Linked DNA regions of Gossypium hirsutum: region 1 is linked to region 2. A link is a contact called in public Hi-C data. All regions are on one chromosome and are shown on one strand. The core of a region is the stretch at or near the end of the contact, and the rest is flanking DNA. Distances in the headings are between cores, read along the strand shown.

What was found. Hi-C and Micro-C count contacts between places; a contact is called where the count stands out from the background.
Region 1: a contact with region 2 is called in a Hi-C map of leaf, with 1.9 times the contacts expected there. The contact joins the promoter of LOC107946950 here to the promoter of LOC107946869 in region 2. A contact is called at or near these places in 2 of 34 Hi-C or Micro-C datasets (both in leaf).

What each region holds. Positions count from the first base shown.
Region 1 is chrA08:79,815,919-79,820,554 of Gossypium_hirsutum_v2.1, reverse strand. It overlaps LOC107946950 (probable inactive ATP-dependent zinc metalloprotease FTSHI 1, chloroplastic), which reads left to right and starts at 2,141. Exons shown (of 15, transcript XM_016881462.2): 1 at 2,141-3,049; 2 at 3,210-3,294; 3 at 3,794-4,228; 4 at 4,321-4,374; 5 at 4,464-4,529. The coding sequence starts at 2,343.
Region 2 is chrA08:79,403,530-79,408,312 of Gossypium_hirsutum_v2.1, reverse strand. LOC107946869 (glutamine-dependent NAD(+) synthetase) reads right to left here and starts at 2,667. Exons shown (of 14, transcript XM_016881366.2): 1 at 2,287-2,667; 2 at 1,626-1,931; 3 at 1,355-1,398; 4 at 1,176-1,352; 5 at 886-989; 6 at 402-536; 7 at 137-305. The coding sequence starts at 2,480.

The DNA of each region.
Region 1 (4,636 bases), core at 892-3,391, 410 kb before region 2:
GATATAGGGTTTGGTATCAACATTAGCATTGGGAGTAGTATGCGGAGAACATCGATCCCTCGAAATATGAACCTGCAGAAACAGAAAATCTGTCCACATGTAGTGGGGTCCGTAGTGCGGTGGTGCTTGTAAAAAATACATGAGGTTAGTGAATTGAATGAGAATAAGTTGAGGGAGCTGACTCGAATATTGCGTAGCCACAGGCGGCACATCTTTTGCCAGAGTTGATGACGAACCTATCGTGCGACTATGTCTCCTCCTATGTTATTGTGGCCGTCGACGTTGTTTTTTCGGTCAAATTTATCTACTCCTCGCCTTCGGTAGTAACAAATATGGCTTGCTGACGGCTTTGAACCATGTCAAGTAATCATCAGTTGTCGCCGTGTCCATCGAGAAAAATGGTTTGCGCGCTAGTAGGGATTCTATCTTACGATTCCAAGCTTGGATGTGCTCCTTGTACTTCTCCGCCTAGCCCTCGTCGTTCTTCCCCAGCATTTTCAACTTGTACAGTTCGTTCATGTCTTGCAGTGACGGTGGAATTCATTGCTTAGACCTGAATTGTCATGGAACCCATTAGATTTGTCGTTTCCACCGTCGTGTACACTACTAATGACACCTTCGCGTTCCACATTTTTGGTTGTCCAACATTTCCGGTGGGATGCAAGATATGATCTCGGGTCGGCATACAACATCCATTCAAACTGAAAAGCAAAAATTGTAATTATTGTCACGTACTAATTTTTTTAATGAATCATTGTGTAATTAATATAGGTTCGAAAAGGATAGGGAATTAACCTCAGTTTTTGAGTGTTGATCTAACAGTAGCCTAACGTTTTCTAACTCGTCGGGTAGTCTCATGTAATTCAGTCTATGGTTCCATATGTACAAACGATATATTAGGCAAAACGTATAATAAATAAAAACATTTACTGCACAAACTACGTATTTATTGATAAATGATGTTTACCTCGTCACCAACGAGAACATGTATTGGTTAGTGACTCTATGACGTAAAAATGGTATTCGCCACCAATGCCACGATTGCAGCAACAAAAGCACCACCGATCGACATCTTATCCAATTGCATTGCCCAACAAAGCTCTCGGTATAACATCGACAGCACAACAGATCCCCAACTTAGTTTTGCACATTCGCTAAAATCCATTAGATGTCGAAGCCACCTTACGTATACCAAATTTCTAGATTTATCAAGCATTAAAATGCCTCTGATTAACCTCATGATGAATGCTTGGGCGTACTGTTGTATGACCTCCTCCGTTGAGTCGTCGAGAAGCTTATCAAAAATTTTCTCCAACCAGTTGATCAATTTCCGACCACCTTTGAACCTGTTTGGGATCTTTCCTAAGATTGCCATACTGAGGTTCACTTTCCCTCGAACCACGCTGATCCTGTGATGATTCGCCCATCCACCAGCAGGCCGAGCTTTAATGCTGTGCCCTTGAGTGTGATTGTACACTCTCCAGATAGAAGGTGGGTAGTGTGTGTTTTAGGCCTCCATCTTTCTACCTATGCGCTGACTAATGTGGGATTGAGTTTACAGCCCCTTTGCATGCGAGACACATGCAAGAATCCAGCCTCTTGTAGGTACCCATGAATTTCAAGGATCAGAGGCTCCCCTATATTATGTAAAAACGCCTTCAGCACACAATCGTTCGTCTATTTATAACATTAAAATACGATATAATTTAAAAAAATATTTTTAAATGAAAATATAAATAAATTTTGAATAAAAACTTGAGAGAATTTGAGAGGAGAATCTGAATGAAAAAAAAGAAAAGAAAATTAAGGGTAATTATAGGTTAAAAAAAATTACCATTAAGTTTTTAATTTTTTTTATGGTTTGGCATGACAACGGTCGAAATAACCTTTATAATTACCGTTGAAAGAAAACTTATTCAATTTAACGCGTTTTATTACCATATGTAAAGGAAACACGCCCAATTAAATTCCCTTTCAATTTCTTTCTCCTAAAACCAACCTATTTTCCCTAATAAAATTTAAAATCTACCTACACGTAATTATAAAATAAAATCGGCCTTTGGCCCATTTTGACACCAATAATAAACGTAAGCGGATGGCTACACTTATTAAAGCCGGTCAGGCCTGACCCGGATAAGCTTCGCTCTTACGGATCCTGGATCCGGATAAGTGTGGAAAAGCAACTATCAACTCCCATTTCTTCTTCCTCATTTTAATTTATCAAAAACCCTAGTCGGATATACCCTATTCTGCAATTTTGGTGAATGAAATTGATGCTGAATATTGCTTTGTTCCAATGCCCATTTTGTAAACCCTAATGCTCTCCGAGTTTGCTGAAGAGGATGGCCACCATTGCTACTCTAATCTCAGCTCGGGTTAATTTTCCAAAACCCTACTCTACTCCTATCAAATCTCTCCCCAAACGAATACATCCCTCGAATTTGACCCGAAAATTCCGATCAAGAGCTCCGTTACTTCACCGATCATTCACGGTTTTATGCGAATTACAATCCTCACAGCCCGGTGGTGACACTAGCAAGCCCAAAGGGGATGACTTTGTGACTAGGGTTTTGAAGGAAAACCCTAGCCAAGTAGAGCCCAGGTACCTCGTTGGTAACAAGATTTACACCTTGAAAGAAAAAGAGGATTTAAGAAAAGGTAGCAATCTGGGTTTGATCGAAATTTTGAAGAAAAAATTGAATACAAAATCAAAATCAAAAAATGAAACCATTGGAGGGGAAAGAGAGAGTGAAACTAGTGAAAATGACTACGTGTATTTGAATGATATTTTGAGGGAGTATAAAGGGAAGCTTTACGTGCCAGAGCAGATTTTTGGGGCAGAGTTATCCGAGGAGGAGGAATTCGAGAAGAATTTGGAGGAATTGCCCAAAATGAGCTTGGAAGATTTTAGGAAAGCTATGGAAAGTGACAAGGTTAAATTGTTGACTTCCAAGGAGGTTTCTGGTGTTTCATATGTTGGTAGGTATTGGGACTTTGTTGTGGATTTGGAGGATATTCCTGGTGACAAGAGCTTGCAAAGGACTAAATGGTGAATGTCAATATGGCTCGCATCTTTTTCAAGTTATATTTCTTTTCAGTTCTCTATAATATATATCTATGTGAATATTAATATGGCTTGGAATTTTTTCTAGTTGTATTGCTTTGCAGTTCTCTGTAATATATCTATGCGGTTTGTTTTATCTTTGTAGGGCAATGAGATTGAATGAGAGTGAAGCCCAAGATCTTTTAAGAGAGTACACTGGACAACGATATGAAATTGAGACGCCCATGACGGTGATAAACCATTTAACCGTTCTTTGATTCTCTAGCTATACATGAAATCGTTGCTTATGAGTATTTTATAGAATAACTATGAGGTGGTTGTAAAGTTGCTTTATTTCGATAGCCATGGATTAGTTCACTTTGTACATGTGTTTTGATGTATATGCCCTGGTTTTTGTGAAAACTATAGTCCAAAGTATCCACTTAATAATTGAATTAACTGGAAATGATGAGGTTTATGTCAACTTAGCAAGATCATAGTTCCTGTTGTAAGAATTGCCTTGATCACTTGAATCTTATATAATATTAGTATGTGGAGTTTTGTTAGTAATATCTTTGATTAAATATTAAGACTATATCTTTCCTTGAAGTTCCGAGAAAAAAAAGTGTGAAGAATAGAGACCATTGCACATGTCATAGGCATTGAAGCATGTTTGGTACTTTGGTGTCGGGTAATCTGTATCTTTTGGTTCCTTATTAATCTCCTTTACTGTTTAAACTTGTGATGCAGTCTTGGGTGGGTAAAATTCCAGAGTATCCTCATCCAGTGGCATCTTCCATATCCAGCAGAGTGATGGTAGAGCTTGGAATGGTGACTGCTGTAATTACTGCCGCAGCAGTTCTTGTTGGAGGGTTTCTAGCAGCTGCTGCATTTGCTGTCACCAGTTTTGTCTTTGTAACAACTGTATATGTTGTATGGCCCATAGTGAAACCATTTGTTAAACTTTTTCTAGGTATCATATTCAGTATATTAGAGAGGATTTGGGATAATCTTGTTGATGTGTTTAGTGATGGGGGGATTTTCTCCAAGTTGTATGAATTTTACACTTTTGGTGGTGTATCTGCTAGTATCGAGATGCTAAAACCCATCACACTTGTCCTTTTCACCATGGTTCTTCTTGTGCGTTTCACACTTTCAAGAAGACCTAAGAACTTCAGGAAATGGGTAATCATTGCTCATCTCTGCAAATTTTACTGTTTGATCTGATTTGTTTATTGCAAAGAGTATGTAAATAATACTGTTTACAAAAATGGCAGGATCTATGGCAAGGCATTGATTTTTCGCGATCCAAAGCAGAAGCTCGTGTTGATGTGAGACTTGAAATATTACTTGTTCATCTTTATCTTGCTAGAGTCCTGTGTTGCATTTCTAATGCTACTTCAGAAGTTTTTTCTTTCAGGGTTCAACTGGTGTTAAGTTTAGTGATGTAGCAGGCATAGATGAAGCAGTTGAGGAACTTCAAGAGGTATCCATTTTTCTATTTGAAAATAGATGAAAGAGAAGGATGATCCCTGTTTGAGTTGTGCAAATGGTTCTTTTTCCTTTTCCATTTCTCTCTATCTGTGTTTTATA
Region 2 (4,783 bases), core at 1,418-3,917:
GATGCAGAAGACTCGTCAGTAAGGGTTTTAGTGACAGGAAAAGATTCTTGACGAATTGAAGTTCAAAACTCCAATAAAAAAGCAGAAACGAAGCAGTGCTACTTGGCAGCAGGATACAATGAAATCATAAATTAACCTTTGACAACAAGTTGGCACATGCATCCAACTATAGCAGCTACACAGGAACTGTCTGCGCCACCAGAAAGAGGAAGCAAAAAACCAGAAGCTCCACTTCTTCTTAAATAGTCCCATAGCCAACAGCCAGGACCAAATGCTATTTCTTCCTCAGGAGAATGGTACATGATCTTCAATTCATAACATAATGCAGTTAGGTAATAAACAATCACTAATACAGAGAAGCTTTTTATTTTCACAGCAATGTCTTCTGAGCAAGAACGAACCTTCTGTGGACTAGAAAGTAACATTTTCAGGTTAAAAGGTTTGCAAATATTGTAAGGTACAGTTACAGATGAGACTTTGGTTTTGCAACTTGCTTGTTCTTGAAAACTACTTATGGATCCTCTTAAACTAGCAACCTGTAGTTAACAAAGAAATGCAAAAATTTCAGTATAATTTTTCATATGCATAAGTATTGGAAAATGCGGCAAACCCTAACTTGCCACCAATTTGTATAAATAGAATCTTCTTGTTGTGACCATTAGGCATTAATAGTATTTTGTCTTCAATAATTGCCTTCATATTATTTATTTATTGGACTTCTTGTGGCAGAGATTCTCAAAATAGGAGATCATCATTTTCCCTTCTCTTTTATGCAAAAAAACCTTAACAAAAGGTAATACATTAATAGCATTCAAGCTTCAAGTAAGAATACTTTTCTAATACCCAACAAACATAAAAATATTGGAGTGCAAAGTTACAACATACCGCATCTAAATCTACTTGAGCAACCACAACCTCAACATCCTTCAAGGAGAACTGTGAGCCTTGAGCAACCACCTCTCCGTTCACAACAACACAGGAACACCCATCTGAAATAAATAAATTAGTGCTCAATAAACCAAACAATATTTTTGCACGAAAGACAACACATTTTCTAATGGTGCAGAAGCACCAAAGCAAGATTACTACTTAAATCATATTGCTAGTTAAATTTATGCTGGAACCTAGAGTAAAGTTACCATGAAATAAAGTGGGAAATAAAGCATGTTATTTACCATAATACAGCCGTGCACCATCACAGCCCTGGTGGTTACTGTACATGTAAACCCCTCCACGAGTATAAGTAGCACCTATAAAAGCACGAAGTCGAAGGTCTAGCTTTCTCAATTGATGGTGACTCCCACTGGCATTCAGGAAAACTTCAACCCCATTTAATGCAAGCTCGGTATGGGAGGATTAGGAGTAAAAAGCTCTTCACAAATTTCTGCCGCAACAGCTCTAACAAGGGATCAAATAGGTTCAAATATTAGTGTTTCATCAAGAACCCATGACAAACTTTCATATGACGAGCGATGTAACCTATTTGCATGTTAAGTTACATTTGCATCATTACATAGAGAAGACATGATCTTATGATGATCGATATTGGTTATGACATCATTATGAGCTAAGGCATAAAACTTAATGGAAACTAATAAGAGAAGAACCTGTAGTATTAAGCTTACGTGTCCAAAAACTGAATGTATCCGTAACCAAAAGGCACTAAGTTCTGTGATAAGGCCTCAGAAATTTCAGGTGGGATCTGAAATTCTACAAGCTGGTCCTTTTGCTTCCATGTGGTAAACCAGCGAAGCTCCCTGTAATTGCCATCATTTGCAAGCCACATCTTTGGTCTTATCATGACAATTTTCCGGTTAAAACACAAAACTTGACAATTATAACGCTCTGATCCTCTAATGATGGGCATTCCTATGCTGCACAATATGCCGTCCGTCCAATCACCAAGAAGTATTTCTTTCAAACACTCCCACCTGCAAACAAATAATCCCAACTGTCATTTCAGAGAAGCAAAATATTAGTTGTGTCATTCAAACAACCAAGCATTATCCAGAAAAAAAAAGAAAAAAAAAAGGGGGCACTTTCCTAAATAAAAAAACCAAATGTTTCAGTTTATACTGTAAATTTAGAAAAAAAAAAGAAGAAGCAAAAAACATACGCTGCATTCCATAAAGAAAAAACCAGTAATCACTACAATTCAATTCTAATAACCAACAAACGACTGATGACCCAAGTTTTAATAACCTCACAAAGCAAAGCAAAGCTCCAAGAATCTCTCTTCTTCTTTTTTTTGGGGGGGGGAGGGGAATAAAAAAAAAGGGAACTTACGCGTGATTGACTGTATCGAGTTCCAAGAAATGATCTTCACAGCCATAGCCAGTGATTTCAAGCTCGGGTCCGAGCCTGATGACAGCACCAACTTCTTTTGCCCTTGTTATGGAATCCTTAATGTGCTTCAAATTGCAATCAAAATCCATCGCCCATTGGTTCAAATTACAGGTGGCGACTTTCAGCAGTCTCATCTTTGAGGGAATCTCTTAAAAACAATTAAAACACCCAAAAATTAAAATCAGTTCACTCAAAATCACTTGCAAAGAGGAAGAAGAAGAAGAAGAAGAAGAAGAAGAAGAAGAAAGGGAGGCGGACGGGAAATACGAGGTGGGTGTTTCGATATGGGACAGAGAATTAGCGGCCTTGTATTTGGCGCATCAGATTCGGTTTTATACAGGACTTTTAAGAAAGGAAGACAGAGACTTTGAATTCAGGTTAACGGGTTCAAGGCTCCAGGATCCTTGGACGGGTTTAACTGCTGTTTTGGTTTTGACTTTTTTTAGTTTGACACGTACAATTACAAAGTGTCTTACTGTCTATGAAAACACGTCGTTTGACGCGTGTCAAATGGGATCCCCTTTTTTTTTTTTTGCTGCATTTTATTTATTTATTTTTCTTAATTTATTTATTTTTCCGAAGAAATTCTTATTTTTCTTTCCAATTTCCTATTGCAGGATTTGGGAACATAAATTTAGATTTATATTTTCAAATATTTTTATTTAAAAATCAAAATGCTTAAAATTCAAGATTTTAAATTAATTGAAATTTAGTATTTCAACAATTCAATTTTAGTTTTGAATTTCTAATTATTTTTAATCTTCAAAAAGGGTTTTTTACCTATATATTATAAAAATAAAAAAATTACTTAAATGGTATGTTAAATAAATTATGTTCCAAAATGGTACGTCCAAACAAGTGGAAGGTAGTGTATAGGCGGCATCACTCTAAAATATTGACACATTTGACTGAAAAAATTATTAAAAAATTGATAATGACAACTAAATAGGTGATACCTAAAGAAATACGGGTCAAATATGACCCGTATACGAACAAAACCTGACCTGCTGTTACAGATGGGACACGACAACTAAGCAGCACTGGTCATGCCTACTAGAGAGGCAGCACTGACTGGTCATGCTTACTAGAGAGGCGGCACACCTATAGCTTGTCAGTGATTGGACGAGTCGGATGGCATGCCCGTAAGTTGTGTTTTTGGGGACCATTATAAGATCCCCAATGTCCTAATTTTTGCTGGAAGAGAGAAGAAAATCTTTGAAGAAGAGAAGAAGAAGAAGGAGAGAGCGGGAAGGGGAAAAAGAAAGAAAAAAAGAGAAGCAAAATAGAGAGAGGAAAGGAGAAAGAGAAGGAAAAAAAATAGAAAAGGAAAAGAGACATTGTTGTTTAGGAAAGATTTGATGTTTAAAAGAATAGTAAATGATAATTTTTTTATTTAGTAAGTTTTTTTGTTATAAATAAATGTTAATTATTTTTATTTTTATTGTTGATTTAATTCGAATTTAATTTTTAATTTAATTTTTATAAGGTATTATTTAGTTAAAAAGAGCTATTAAGGTATATTTGTATTTATTTTATATTTTCATTCATTCATAAGTTATTTTTAATGTTTATTGAAGTAAAAAAGCCTATTTATGTTGTGTGTAAAGAATGTTTTATTTTTTATATAATTTATTTGTTATGTGTGTTTTAGGTTGATTAGATTTATTTTTTATGTAATTTATTTGGCATGTTATTTTGATTATTTTAATATAATTTTATTTTTATTTTTTATGTAGGTAAAAGATGAGACCATTGAGTTGGAATTTATGAGATAAATTAGGAATAATAGTTTACAAGTTCTAATTTTTTAAGATTTAATAATTGAGAATAAGAGTTTATGTTTTTAAATTTTATTTTATGTTTTTTATAAATATTATAAATGAAATTTCTTTCGAATCCTTCTATGCAAATTTTTTTTATTATATTTTTTGACAATAATTAAGTTGGCATGTTATTATATATATTATATTTTAAACTAATACATTTTACTTATTATCATTTTAAAATAATAATAAAAATATTCGTATTTATTATGTTGAGGTAGTTTATGTTATGTTTTTGTTATATATATATTTTTTATTGGCATATTATTTTTATTATTTTAATATAATTTTTTTGTTTTTTCTGTAGGTAAAAGATTAAACCATTGAGATGAAATTTGTGAATGAGACCATAGAGTTAGAGTTTGAGTTGGAATTTATAAGATGTATTTATTTTGTTAATGTAGTATAGCAAAAAATATGATGTGGACAAAACTATTTGGTATTTTTTGTAATTAAAAACAATATATAAAATTTAAGTATTTTGATAAATATTTAAAATGCATCAAACTTAGAAATTAATTACCGAAATTTGTTTTGAAATTGTAGATATCACAATGGGTTCATTGATTAAGAATGATGATCACATATCAAACACAATTAATAATATGGTAATA